Regions from separate parts of the Mus musculus genome. Here region 1 is linked to region 2. Evidence: chromatin contacts called from public HiChIP or PLAC-seq data. All regions are on one chromosome and are shown on one strand. The core of a region is the stretch at or near the end of the contact, and the rest is flanking DNA. Distances in the headings are between cores, read along the strand shown.

Region 1 (3,110 bases), core at 416-2,915, 59 kb before region 2:
ATTGTTATTTCAGTTATATGCATCAATATTTTTCTTTTACAATCGGAATTTGACATTTTGAGCAGGCACTGAATGCTTCAGGCAGTTTAGAGAGAAATGCTACAGGTTTTGAGAGACTTAACTGATATGGACCAGTCTAAATAACTGTCTTCGTGAAGAATTTGGGGAGGGGAGTGGCGTGTGTGTGTCACAATGTGAGTGTGGGGGTCTGTCTGGGTGGCAGGTGCTTTACCTGCAGAGCACCTTGTGCCATAGGCTGTGACATACACAGGCTGTGCTCTCACTGCTCCCCACAGCCCACCCCTCCCCAGCTTGAAAGCAGCAGGAACATTTTTAATAGCAGAACTCCATAGTCCTTAAAAATGGGTGACCAATATATTTGGGTACTTTGTGTTTTCGTAATCAAGTATGAAGGGTAGAAGACAGTGAGCTCATTTATAAACCATTATTCAAATATGGAATTGTGGTTTGTGAGCTGGACACCAGAACATTGCTAATCACAAACCCTTTGTATTTGGTCCCTAAACAACAAAATCCCTCGTAATTTCAATCTCCCCATACTTCCTACAGCTTATAAACTATATCAAAGTAACTATATCTAAGAACTATATGTAAGTAATGGCTTTAAAATCAGCCATTCCTCATGCATTTGCAGTACATACCTTCACTGTATCTCAAGACAGATGTGGACTCTAAACAGCAGAGCAGAGCTTTGTAGCAGTAATCCCCACCATTCCATGTGCTAGAGTGAAAACCGGGATGTTTGTGCACTATGTGGGTGCAGTGCCAGCAGTGGTCAGAAGAGGGCATCAGATCCCGTGGAACTGGTTTACAGACAGGATTTTTGTTGGTTTTTTTAATGTGTGGGGGTATTTTGCCTGCATGTATTAGTGTGTGTCACATGTATGCCTGGTGCCCGAGGAGGCCAGAATAGGATGCTGGGATCCCTAGGACTAGAGTTACAGACAGTTGTGAGCTAGGTCTTCTGGAAGAACAACCAGTTCTCTTGACCGCTGGGCCATCTCTCCAGCCCCTCTATCAGCAATTTTCTATTCTCTTGTCTCCAACCATCCCTCATAACTACTCCCGAAAGAGCAATGGCTTCCTTGGCCTTTGTTAGGTCTGTCTCTCAGGCATGTGCTCTCCCTTTCCAAGACTGAATATGCAGTGTTCTTGTTTCAACAGTTGGCTGATACCTTGTGACACTTTTTTTACTATTTGAATTTCAAGCCAGATGTGGGAAGAAATAGACTCTGCTTGGACAGCACTGTCTGAGAAAATCAGTCTCCCGATCCCTCTGAGAATAACTAATTTTCCCTCAAAACAAAAGGAAAGGGGAAAATTCTGACCTGTGTTTTGATTCCAGGAACCTCTCAAAATATCATTACCATGTTATTTCCGCTGCCCCAGGTGACCACTGCTATTATTGAATACTCGGAACGCTGGCAGGCCCTCCTGTTTTTAAATTCTAGCTCACTGAACTGTGTGCGGTTCCTGCTAAGGTTTTTCTTTAGTGGATTTGGGGGTAGAAACTGGGGTTCTTTTGTTTTTCTTGGAAATGTGCAGATTGACTTTTTATTTTGGTTCGGGCTCACCAAGGTGGAAGCTGTTAAATTTGCTAAACAAGCACTAGGAAGCCCAGCCAGGGCTGCAGGAAGCTCACTGACATCTAGCAAAACCTCTGGGCTAAGTTTAGGGTATGAGCTTAAATTGCTTTTCTCAGAGTGTCCAGATCATGGTAGTTTAAATTAAAAGAAAATGCAATTCCCGATTTGAGGTTCTTGCCTTTAGTAAGATAAACTGATACTTAAGGAAAAAATATATAGACTGAGAATATCTCAGCAGTGTGTTTGTCTAGCGTGTACAAAGCTCTGCGTTTGATCCTCAGAACAGCATAGATGTGACATAATGGTATATGCCTGTAAATGTCAGCACCTAAGAGGTGGAGGCAGGAGGATCAGAAGTTCAAGGTCTTACAAACATAGAAGACCGTTTCTCAGAGGTGGAAAGAAAGTGTAGGGGGTTGGGTGGGTACAAGGATTTCATCTTTTCTATAACACAGTAGTCACCAAGGGCTTCTAAATTTCCTTTGACTGAGTCTGGAGAGATGGCTCAGACATTAAGATCACTGGCTGCTCTTCCAGAGGACCCCGGGTTCCATTCCCAGCAATCACGTAACAACTTAAAACTGTCTGTAACTCCAGTTCTGGGGACTCAATACCTCCTTCTGACTTCTGCAGGCACCAGGCAGGTACACAGACACACATACAAACAAGGAAAAAGACAAAACGGAAACCAAATAAACAAGCAGAAACCCGCCCTTCACATAAACTAATAAGTAAAATTTACTTTGAGATTTTTTTTTTTACTTTTTTTTTTTTTTAATGAGACAGGATTCAAACAGAGGTTCTCTTGCCTCTGCCTCCTGGGTGCTGGAACTTAAACTGTGCGTCGCCACGCCCAACTCTTTTTACGTTTTTATTAAGACATCCACTATTACTATTGTGTAGGCATAGATGACCAGTGCATTGCTTAGAGGTTTTCTATGTCTACATTTGTACATGGATATACGTGAGTGTGCTTTAAAGGCCAAGCTCAGATCAAGAATTTCAGGATTCACATTCCAGCAAAGAATCCTTTTCCTAGAGAAATCCTAGAGAAATTTCCTAGAGTAGATTTGGGATAATTTTGTTTTGTTTCATTTTAAGATGTATGTATGTATGTATATGAGTACACCGTCTCGCTCTCTTCTTGCACACCAGAAGAAGGTATCAGATCCCCTTACAGATGATTGTGAGCCACCAGGTTGCTGGAAATTGAACTCAGGAGCAGTCAGTACTCTTAACATCTGAGCCATCTCTCCAGCGGGATAGTTTTAACTTCTGTCCCCAGTCATGAATTTTGCCTGTTTTAAATCCTCTAAAAAAAAAAAAAAAAAAAAAGAACCATGGAGTCTGGCTTACCTCTTCCATAAAAGTCACCATGTTGAAGTATGTGGTGGGTTTTTTTCCCCATACAGCACTCCCTCACTCCTATTACTCTCATACAATATGGGTCTATTTGAATATCGGTAAATGGACATTTCAGTTGTTCTACAAAGGTCTGACCAT
Region 2 (3,123 bases), core at 611-3,110:
ATAATGAACATACTTTTATGTTAATGATTGTTAAATGCTACTAGTTCATTTTAAAGGTGTACAATATTCTTAATATTAATATGTTCAATTTTAGCCCTTTACTAGCTTTTTGCCACTATAAAGACTACGCTGAGAATTATTGTATTTAACCACATATATATGTAAGCATTACTATATCTTTGAAATACTTTTTAATACTACTTTTTGTTTTGTTTTTTTGTTTTTTCGAGACAGAGTTTCTCTGTATAGCCCTGGCTGTCCTGGAACTCTCTGCAGACCAGGCTGGCCTCGAACTCAGAAATCCGCCTGCCTCTGCCTCCCGAGTGCTGGGATTAAAGGCATGCACCACCACCACGTGGCTTTATACTACTTTTTAAAAAAAGATTTTATTTTGCTGGGTGGTGGTGGTGGCACAGTGTACACCTTTAATTCCAGCCTGGTCTAAACAGTGAGTTCCAGGACAGCCAGGGCTATAGAGAATAACCCAGTCTCACTCCCCGCCGGCAAAATATTTTTAATTATGCATATATGTGAGGGGGTTGAATCCCCTGGAACTAGACTTAACAGTTATGAGCTGACATACGGGTGCTGGGAATTGAACCAGTGCTCTTAACCTTTGAACCATCTCTTCCAGCTCCTTATATCTATTAGTTTTTGGAGACACTTTTAGTGTCTTTTAGTCTAGGCTGGCCTAGTAGCCAAGGATGACCGTGCCTACACTTCTCTAAGTGCTGGGATTTGGGGTACGAGTCACGGCATCCAGATTAAATAGTGCTAGGACTCAAGCCCAGGATTTCATGTATGCTCCCCAACAACTCACCAAATGAGCTACAGTATGTTAAACGAGAGCGTTTTCAGGTTCTCCATTTTAGTTAACGATTATTCGACTGGTTAAAACATTTGAAATTATATATGAATATTATCTATTCCAAGAAGTTTGAAAGTAACTCTGGAAAAGACTTTTTATTCAACATAGGTGGGGACTAAATAATGGGATTAATTAAGATAAAGATCTTTTGTGCCTGGGAGTAGGTGGGGGATGAATGGAACAGTGTTTATATTCCGTAGGATTCAGTAGCCTCCATGACAGCCTAAGGCAGGATAAAGAAGCAACACGAATAACGAACACTTGTTTCCTCGGTGTAGCCCTGGCTGTCCTGGAACTCGCTCTGTAGACCAGGCTGGCCTCAACTCAAGAGATCCGCCTGTCTCTGCCTCTGTAGTGCTGGGATTAAAGGTGTGCGCCACCACGCCTGGTAAACACTTCTTGAGACAAATGTGTATTTGTTTCATGCGAAAACTCGCCATCATTTGTCTGCCTTTATCTGCTGCCATTCTAACAGGGCAGCGCGTCTTCTGTCTTAACTTGAACTTGACAAACGCCGAACTCTCTAAACGAAGCCGACTGACGGAGCGAACACGCAGACTTTTTAATTCTGAGGTGATTTTTCTTCTCAGGCGTCCAACGTCACTTAACGTCACGCCCGTGAGCGAAGGCGGCAGGACGACGAAGGCCAGCCCAGGCCTTTGCTCCTTGCCTAACAGTCGCGCCGTTCCCAAGAGGGAGCCCTAGCGCGGCGGAAGACAGCGAGCCGAGCCGTTACGGGAGCGCCGAAGACCCAGCTCGCGTCACTCGGAGGAGCGGAGGCGCAAAGCACCGCCGACGCGCTTCCTCGAGGCCCCGCCCACTCGGCTCCACAGCCCGCTAGAGGCCTGGAGGAGGCGGGGCCAAGGAGGAGCATGCGCACGCGCCCTCGCGAGCCGGCCTTCTAAGGGGGAACGAGCGATCTCGCGAGGGTTGAGAGCGGGTGGCGTAGGTAGCTGTCCTGGTTGGCTGGAGAAGAGAATCCACTCCCGGAGAGGAGAAGGCGCCGGGAGGCCTCTGAGAACCTTCCGTTTTCCTTTCCCTTTCCCTCGGCCCTCCGCCTCCTCAGAGTCAGCCCGCCTTCCCTGACCTCCGTGACCCCGCTGGCCCCGCCCACTCCCGTCGACGTGATTCCCGCCGTGAGGTAAACGCCTGTGGAGCAGAGTCCCGCGGAAGAGGACGGCGAGGCGAGCGGCGCGGCTGGGCCGGCTCGGGTCGGTGGCGGAGCCCTCGCGCGTGAGAGCTTCCGGGCAGGTCTCACTCCTCCGGCGGCCCGGACGCCCGTGTCGCGCAGGCCCAAGCCGCTTCCCTCGGCGCCGCGCCTGCCCGTGGCCGCGGCGGGTGACGCAGCCGGAACATGTCGTCCGCGGTGGAGCCTCCGCCGCCCCCGCCTCCCGAGAGCGCGCCTTCCAAGCCCTCGGCGGCGGGCGCCGGCGGGAGCAGCAGCGGCAACAAAGGCGGCCCCGAGGGCGGCGCGGCGCCCGCGGCTCCGTGTGCTGCGGGCTCGGGCCCCGCGGACACCGAGATGGAGGTGAGCGCGGCCGTGCGCGGGGAGGGAGGGAGGTGGATGCTCGGCCGGCGCGTCTCCTGCTCTTCACCTTTACCTTTTCCCCTCGGTGTAGCTAGCCTAGCCCGACCGCGGATCGCTCTTACGAAACACATGTTCCTGATTACTGGGGCCGAGGGGACCCGTTTCCTCCATTGCCAGGCTCCCCCAGAACTCGCTCAATTTCTCCCGATTTAGGTTTTAGTTTGCACTAAACTTTGAGGAAGGCGAGGGAGATGCCCCTCCGGAGTGGGATTCCCGGGGCGAGGGGCGACGTTTCCCAGCGTCGCAGCTGGGGACTTGCGCCTCCAGTGCCTCATCCCCGTGCTGGCGGGGGCGGCATCTGTCTGTTCTGGGCAGAGACAATGGCGAGAGCTGGAGGGCCGAGTGCGCAGTGGGGATAAGCGGGGCGCAGCTGCTTGTGTGCAACGAGGGGAAGCCCCTCCCGGGCCCTGCTCCACCGGGAGGGGAACGAGCGTGACAGCCGCAGCACCTGTCCTGGATCCCCATCCAATTACGGGTGTATGCATGGAGAACTGAATGAATGGGAGCCTCGGGGAAGGATGATGGGCTTCTAGCTCTGCGCATTGCTTCCTTTTGAAGCCATTCGGAGGATTCGCTGTTGAACCACCTTCTTGGGGCTCCAGTGGGCCAGATGATGGTGACAATACTGGAGGAAGCGGGGAGAGAGTGGAAAATGGGGGAGCTGCCA

What was found. HiChIP or PLAC-seq counts read pairs in DNA pulled down with a chosen protein or histone mark.
Region 1: a contact with region 2 is called in an H3K27ac HiChIP or PLAC-seq map of microglia, with 4 times the contacts expected there. The contact joins the enhancer-like site here to the promoter of Smarca5 in region 2. A contact is called at or near these places in 6 of 484 Hi-C or Micro-C datasets (the G1E-ER4 cell line, the NIH/3T3 cell line, bone marrow-derived DN2 thymocytes and 3 more), 4 of 115 datasets of contacts at active chromatin or transcription factors (the 230-238 cell line, embryonic stem cells and microglia) and 1 of 9 other capture datasets (pancreatic islet).

Annotation. Positions count from the first base shown.
Region 1 is chr8:80,796,661-80,799,770 of GRCm38.p6, reverse strand. The region is part of intron 2 of Gab1 (growth factor receptor bound protein 2-associated protein 1); the gene reads left to right. Among named protein-coding and RNA genes, the nearest start is that of Gm51580, 16 kb to the left of the region's middle. Within about 2 kb of position 1,665, at least 4 of the 459 cell types and tissues checked have an H3K27ac peak or open chromatin away from gene starts, as enhancers often do. A contact at or near this core is called in the 230-238 cell line and microglia, where this site is marked.
Region 2 is chr8:80,738,196-80,741,318 of GRCm38.p6, reverse strand. It overlaps Smarca5 (SWI/SNF related, matrix associated, actin dependent regulator of chromatin, subfamily a, member 5), which reads left to right and starts at 1,860. Exons shown (of 24, transcript NM_053124.2): 1 at 1,860-2,396. The coding sequence starts at 2,223.